Linked DNA regions of Zea mays: region 2 is linked to region 1. Evidence: chromatin contacts called from public Hi-C data. All regions are on one chromosome and are shown on one strand. Each heading gives the region's core, a stretch centred on a gene start, on an enhancer-like site or on the middle of the called end of the contact. The rest is flanking DNA. Distances are from core to core; before and after follow the strand shown. Region 1 holds the start of LOC100193435. Region 2 holds the start of LOC100277911.

Region 1 (2,744 bases), core at 97-2,596:
CCCTACCTCCTTAGTCTATAAGGGGGGTCGGCTCCCGACCGCACAGGAGGACGTCTGTCTGGAGAGGGCACATGGAGGTTGCTTCTCTTGGACGGACGACACAAGGACGACCCAGACGAGACAACGCCCAGAAGACCCACGAATAGGAGGAGGATCTGAAGGTTGGAGCCCCATCGCCAAGCCAAAACTTAACTAGGACTCCACCTTGTAACTACCTCCACCACGAACAAGAGACTTTGAAGACTCTCCTTCCTTTCCTGCCTTGCTTGTAACCCCTACTACCAATTTTGATCATCAATGGTACCGGTAGCACAAGCCACTCATGACTAGATGTAGAGACGTTTTGCTCGAACCAGTATAAATCCTACGTCTATCGTACACACCGTCTGGAGCACAGAAATAAATTTAATTATCGGAGCAGAACGATATTCGAAACACCGACACCACGTGAGAGCCAACCGAGCAATATGTTGTAAATCATAGATTGACAATATTTTAAAATAGAGAATAAAAAGTGTAACTAGCTACAATGTTTAAAGATGGAGAATGAAAAGTGGAGATTGTTTATAATTGCACAAAATATATGGTTGCGCGTAATATATTCCAGATCATATCATAGTATTGCACAGTAATAATACTAGCACTCGGCGTGTGTTGTGTGATCTTACAGAGTAGTACGGCGCCGGCGAGACGACGGGTACGGGCTGGTCCCGGCGCGCCGGCGAACTGAGCGCGTACATGGCGGCCTGGTAGAGCTGGGTGGCGCCGGTGCCGACCACGAGGTGGTAGCCGTCGACGACGGCGTTTCCAACGATGCGGTGGAGTCGGCGCACCTCGCGCTCCAGCTCCGGCTCGAGGAACCAGCAGAGCACGGCGTCGTCGTCGGAGAAGTAGCTCATCCCCTGGCACCCGCGGATCACGGTGGCGCCGCAGTCCCCAACCTCCCGCCAGAACGCCCGGTACATCGTCGGGTCGCCGCTGCATGCAGCGCAAGCCAAGCTTCAGTTCAGCTCTGTGCGAGATGCAGTTACCTTGCGCCCGCGACGCGGGACGTGAACGGGCGGACACGCACAGCTCGAGGTTGAGGACGGCGTCCGGCGCGAGCGCCTCTTCATCCCCGCACTCCTCCACCGGCTGCGACGCGACGCCGCCAGCGCCCAACCTCGCCGCACACCCGCGCCGCAGCCGCTCGTCGTCTTGGCTGAGGAGGAAGAGCACGGCGCCTGCGACGTTGCACGCCAGCGTCGCGCACGCTGCGAGCCCGGCCAGCGCCCCCGCTCCCGCCCCGGCCATCGGCGCCTCCGCCCTCGCAACGGGTGCCTTGGAAGGGAAAACGAGTACACGACACTGACGACGACGTACGGCTGGCGAACAAGAGCCAAGAGGAGGAGGCGTCCCGCGGATTTAAAGCCGCCACGGCTGGCGTCAACGACATGTTGGCCGCGCATCGCATGCGGCCGGGCCGGTGACGTGCGCATGCGGCGCGCTGCCGCCGGTTGATGACGACGAGAGACGCGAGGAGGTTTCTTTCGGGCAGCTAACTTTGGATAGGTCGATGGTGCACAAGCACAAGGCCGGGCATGGCTCGTGCTCAGCGGGGGGCTCGTGTTGTGTAGTCCTGGAGGCTGGAGCTGACGAAGTGACGATGACAAAGCTATCCAAATCCAAGAACCACCGCTTTTGACATGGCACAAGAAGAGCCAAAGTCTAAAACCTATCTTTCTAATCAAAATTATGTATTTTAGAAATAATGATATTTAATTGCATTTATTGGCAGTTTTACTCGGCGATACGCCGATACTCCTCGGCTTGCACGAGGGTGGGCCGTGGAGAGCACGTACGGAGTGTGACTAAAAAGCTGGCTTGCTTGCGCACCGCCCTTTTGAGTTTTAGTGGAGCGAGACGTAAAGGCTCCACGCGATGTTGCAACCGTCGGAGCCATAGACACGCACAACGCTACGGCAGAGAAGCCGCTCGCGTATCGAGATGGGTGTATACGTGCGCACGTACTCCAACAAAATTACGGTGAGAAGAATCAATGAAGTGATAACATAAATTGTTAAAAACAGCACCCAAAAATGCAAAGATAAATTAAACAAATTACTTAATTTTAAAACCCTACAATATAATTTGAATAGAAAATTTTCAAAACATAATTTAGAATGTATTTGGTTCTGCTTTTAAAACATGTTTCCACTTCGAAAAAGTAGAAGCTAAATCAAAGCGGTTCAGATTTTGCGCAGCTACTTTAAAAAACAACTTTTCTATAATACAAATTTGAAAGCAGTTTAGACCCTGCTTTTGCTGCTTATCAAAGTTTGTTATATTAATAAACTGACACAATCAATTAAAAGTAAAATTACATTAAAATAATTAAGTGTTATAATAAATGAAATAAAAATATTTTTAATAAAAATATTACAAATAGAATTATAAAATTATTTATTTGTAAAAAATATTAGGAACATAAATGTGAAATCACTTTTTTAATTAATATATTGATTAAGAGATATATGTAAACATAGTACATATAAACAATATATAATTTGTTTAGATTGGACAACTCAGCAGTTGGAACCAAACGATTTTCAGCTTTTTTCTCACAGTAGATAGCTCACAATAGCTTTTTCATAGCTCATAGCTAAACTAAACACACTCTTAAAATATTTGCACACTAAATATTCAAATGGCGTGTTATGAATTTTGGAATAACATTGTTGTGGTTTCTGAAACCGGGGGACAAT
Region 2 (2,744 bases), core at 126-2,625, 250 kb before region 1:
AAGTTAGCACATAGTAAAAGCTCTTGCTTGAGTTTGAGCTCTCTCGCTTGGCTTAGGACTAGACATCACAAGGGGCAGCTAGGGCTCTCTTCACTAGCTAGATCAAACATCATATGAGCATCTAATTTGTACCCATACCCACACTTGCATTGAAACATTAACCTACAAAAAATGTAGGGTATTATGCCCAGGCGGCCCAAACCTCTCTATATTGTGTGTCTTAAATGCATGTCGACATCCTGATCCAACTATCCCATTCCTACACCCTTCTCTCATTGATTTTCTCTATATAGTGACATTTGGCGCACACGAGGTAGGCGTCTAGTGCGCTTTGTATTACTGCATCGACATGGCTTCACCGACACATCAAGTCGATGGAGTGGTGGCTTTGACATCGGATTCACCAATTCTGACTATGCGTTATGTCCAAGGTGGGGCAACAACCTTGCTTGGTCTATCCCACTGCTACCTTAGGTAAGGCCATATTATTAGGATGACTCTCTTCTTATAGTGTTGCCCATACAACCCCTCAGTCGGTCTAGTTCGGTGACCCCTTAGTGGGGCCATAAGGTATTACTGCCACTAGCCTTCTCCTATTTTTGATCCTACTAACCTGGATAACACCTAGGGATTCTCATGGTAGACACATTCATGAGCACTGAGAGACCACTTTCCTTTGGCACATGCCTCAAAGCTTGGTGGTCTATCAAAGAACTGGACACAATGACAGGCACAATAACAACTCAACTTTGGGGTTATAGTACTCATTGCTTCTCTTGATGTTGTAGAGGTCGTCCTCCTCACTCCCTTGGCACTTGATGTCGAGGAGGTACTTACAAAGTAGTGGTGGAAATATGTCGCCAAGTTTATATTCATGGTCTGAGTTGACTCTAGGTCTTCTCAAGCCATTTGATCTAATTCCATGAAACCTACAACCGGACATAACATGACATTAATGTGCTCTCATGCACCATCACGGAATGATAGGGCCTAGTTCCTAAGACCGTGTCCTAGGCTCCAGAGCCATGGTGCAAGCCTCCACACCCATATCGTTAAGACCTATGGGTTGCTGTAATAAACCTTTTTCTTCACATGTTGAGCTTGTACTTCTTCTGCCTTTGGCTAGCAACGTCAAACAACTAATCCAGAACAAGCATTTGGTAATCCAAGCATAGTGATACACCTAGAGCTCCTATCTCTTTTTCTCTAGGAGTACGTACTTTGATTTGGTGACCAAATAAAATAGGATTAATTATATACATGTCATTTAACTTTTACAAAATTAAATCCCCATACAATCAATCATGTTCACCTCCCTCACTACTGCTTTCTCCGTCTATAAATAAAGCCCTCCCACAACCCGATCCCCCAAACAAGGAGCGCTACATCCAGGCCAGCAGTTTCCATTTGCAATCCGACCCCATCTTCATCCCGTTGTCGCAGCAGCAGCCATCCAAGCAGCGATGGACGGCGGCAAGAAGAGCCGGAACCCGCACAAGGCCTCCGCGGACTACCGCAGCGACCGCAAGTCAGCCTCCGGGATGAGCGGCGACCCCAAGAAGGGCGGCCGCGGCGGCAAGTTCACCTGGGAGGGCGCCGACGACTACGGCTACGGCTACGCCGACGAGGACCTCGGCCTCATCTCCAAGAAAGGCAACATCAACAGCGGACGCGCTAGCCAGGTCCAGGGAGGCGCCGCCGCTAAGAAGGACGACGACGAGTAGGCCTCGCCGCCTCGGCTCGCCCGCCCGGTCCCGTCGATCGCCAGCAAGAACCAACAAGCCCTTCTGTCTGTTTAATTCCAGTATCAGTTCGATTCTCATGTTGAATAATCATGATCATGTGGGTTTAGGTGTCGTGCTCACGAGTATGTAGTGTAGCTCCTGCTAGCACAGAGCACAGCACAGAGCCACTGGGCGATCGACGGGCCGTGCATGGCCTGTAGATACCATCTCATATGTTCACCACTGCTACTTTGCTCATGTTGGGGGCCTCTCCTGAACTGGGTTCCTGGATGAACTGATTTTCTATTAGTTTCCGGAATCGATGCTCCAGTTGCGACCCCTGCTCTTACTCGCTTCAGACCCAGCTCTGGACTGTGAAACCGACGACAAACGTCTCTCCAGTTTCAGATGAGATGCAATTATGAAGCAAAACTAGTAGTACTTCGCAGATCCGTAAAATTGAAGCACACAGAAAGGGAGGATTGCGATGTTTTTGTTTTTTCTTTGTTTCCAAGAGATTGCAAAGTTTATCTTTGCAGGCGATAACGATGACTCAGCAACTTACCCATCAGTCTCTTTCTTGATGACAACTCTATTGTCAGTTGTCACACATGCCATGCCTACATGTCCGTTCGTTCCAAGTATGCAGACATTTCGCTGCAGCAGTATTGATCATGGAGCAAGCAACCCATGCATATACTGAATTATCCTGACAGAACGGAGTCTGCACTCTGCTTTAAACTTTCTCGCCGCTCCATTACTCTGAGCAGTAGAGTAAAAGCATGCCGTTCTCTGTATTTAGTCATTCACAGTTGCAGAGTCACTCTCGCGATCGTTGTCCACCACTAGGGTAAGAAAGCCATTCGTCATCACTGTCTCTTTTTCTTTTTGACAAGGGCGATGGATCTCAATTGAACTCTATCTAAAGCTGATTTGTCCTCATTCAGCCTCTATCCGCAATACAGCGAGTTGTTATAATCATGTCGTATGGAAAAACAATTGTTCATATAAGACTGTGAG

Evidence for each region. A called contact is a pair of places that touch in the nucleus more often than the background predicts.
Region 2: a contact with region 1 is called in a Hi-C map of leaf, with 2.6 times the contacts expected there. The contact joins the promoter of LOC100277911 here to the promoter of LOC100193435 in region 1. A contact is called at or near these places in 3 of 25 Hi-C or Micro-C datasets (bundle sheath, leaf and tassel) and 1 of 3 datasets of contacts at active chromatin or transcription factors (leaf).

The regions. Positions count from the first base shown.
Region 1 is chr6:140,531,584-140,534,327 of Zm-B73-REFERENCE-NAM-5.0, reverse strand. It overlaps LOC100193435, which reads right to left and starts at 1,346. Exons shown (of 5, transcript NM_001138555.1): 1 at 1,073-1,346; 2 at 669-978. The coding sequence starts at 1,293.
Region 2 is chr6:140,782,384-140,785,127 of Zm-B73-REFERENCE-NAM-5.0, reverse strand. It overlaps LOC100277911, which reads left to right and starts at 1,375. Exons shown (of 1, transcript NM_001151355.2): 1 at 1,375-2,291. The coding sequence starts at 1,464. The coding sequence ends at 1,724.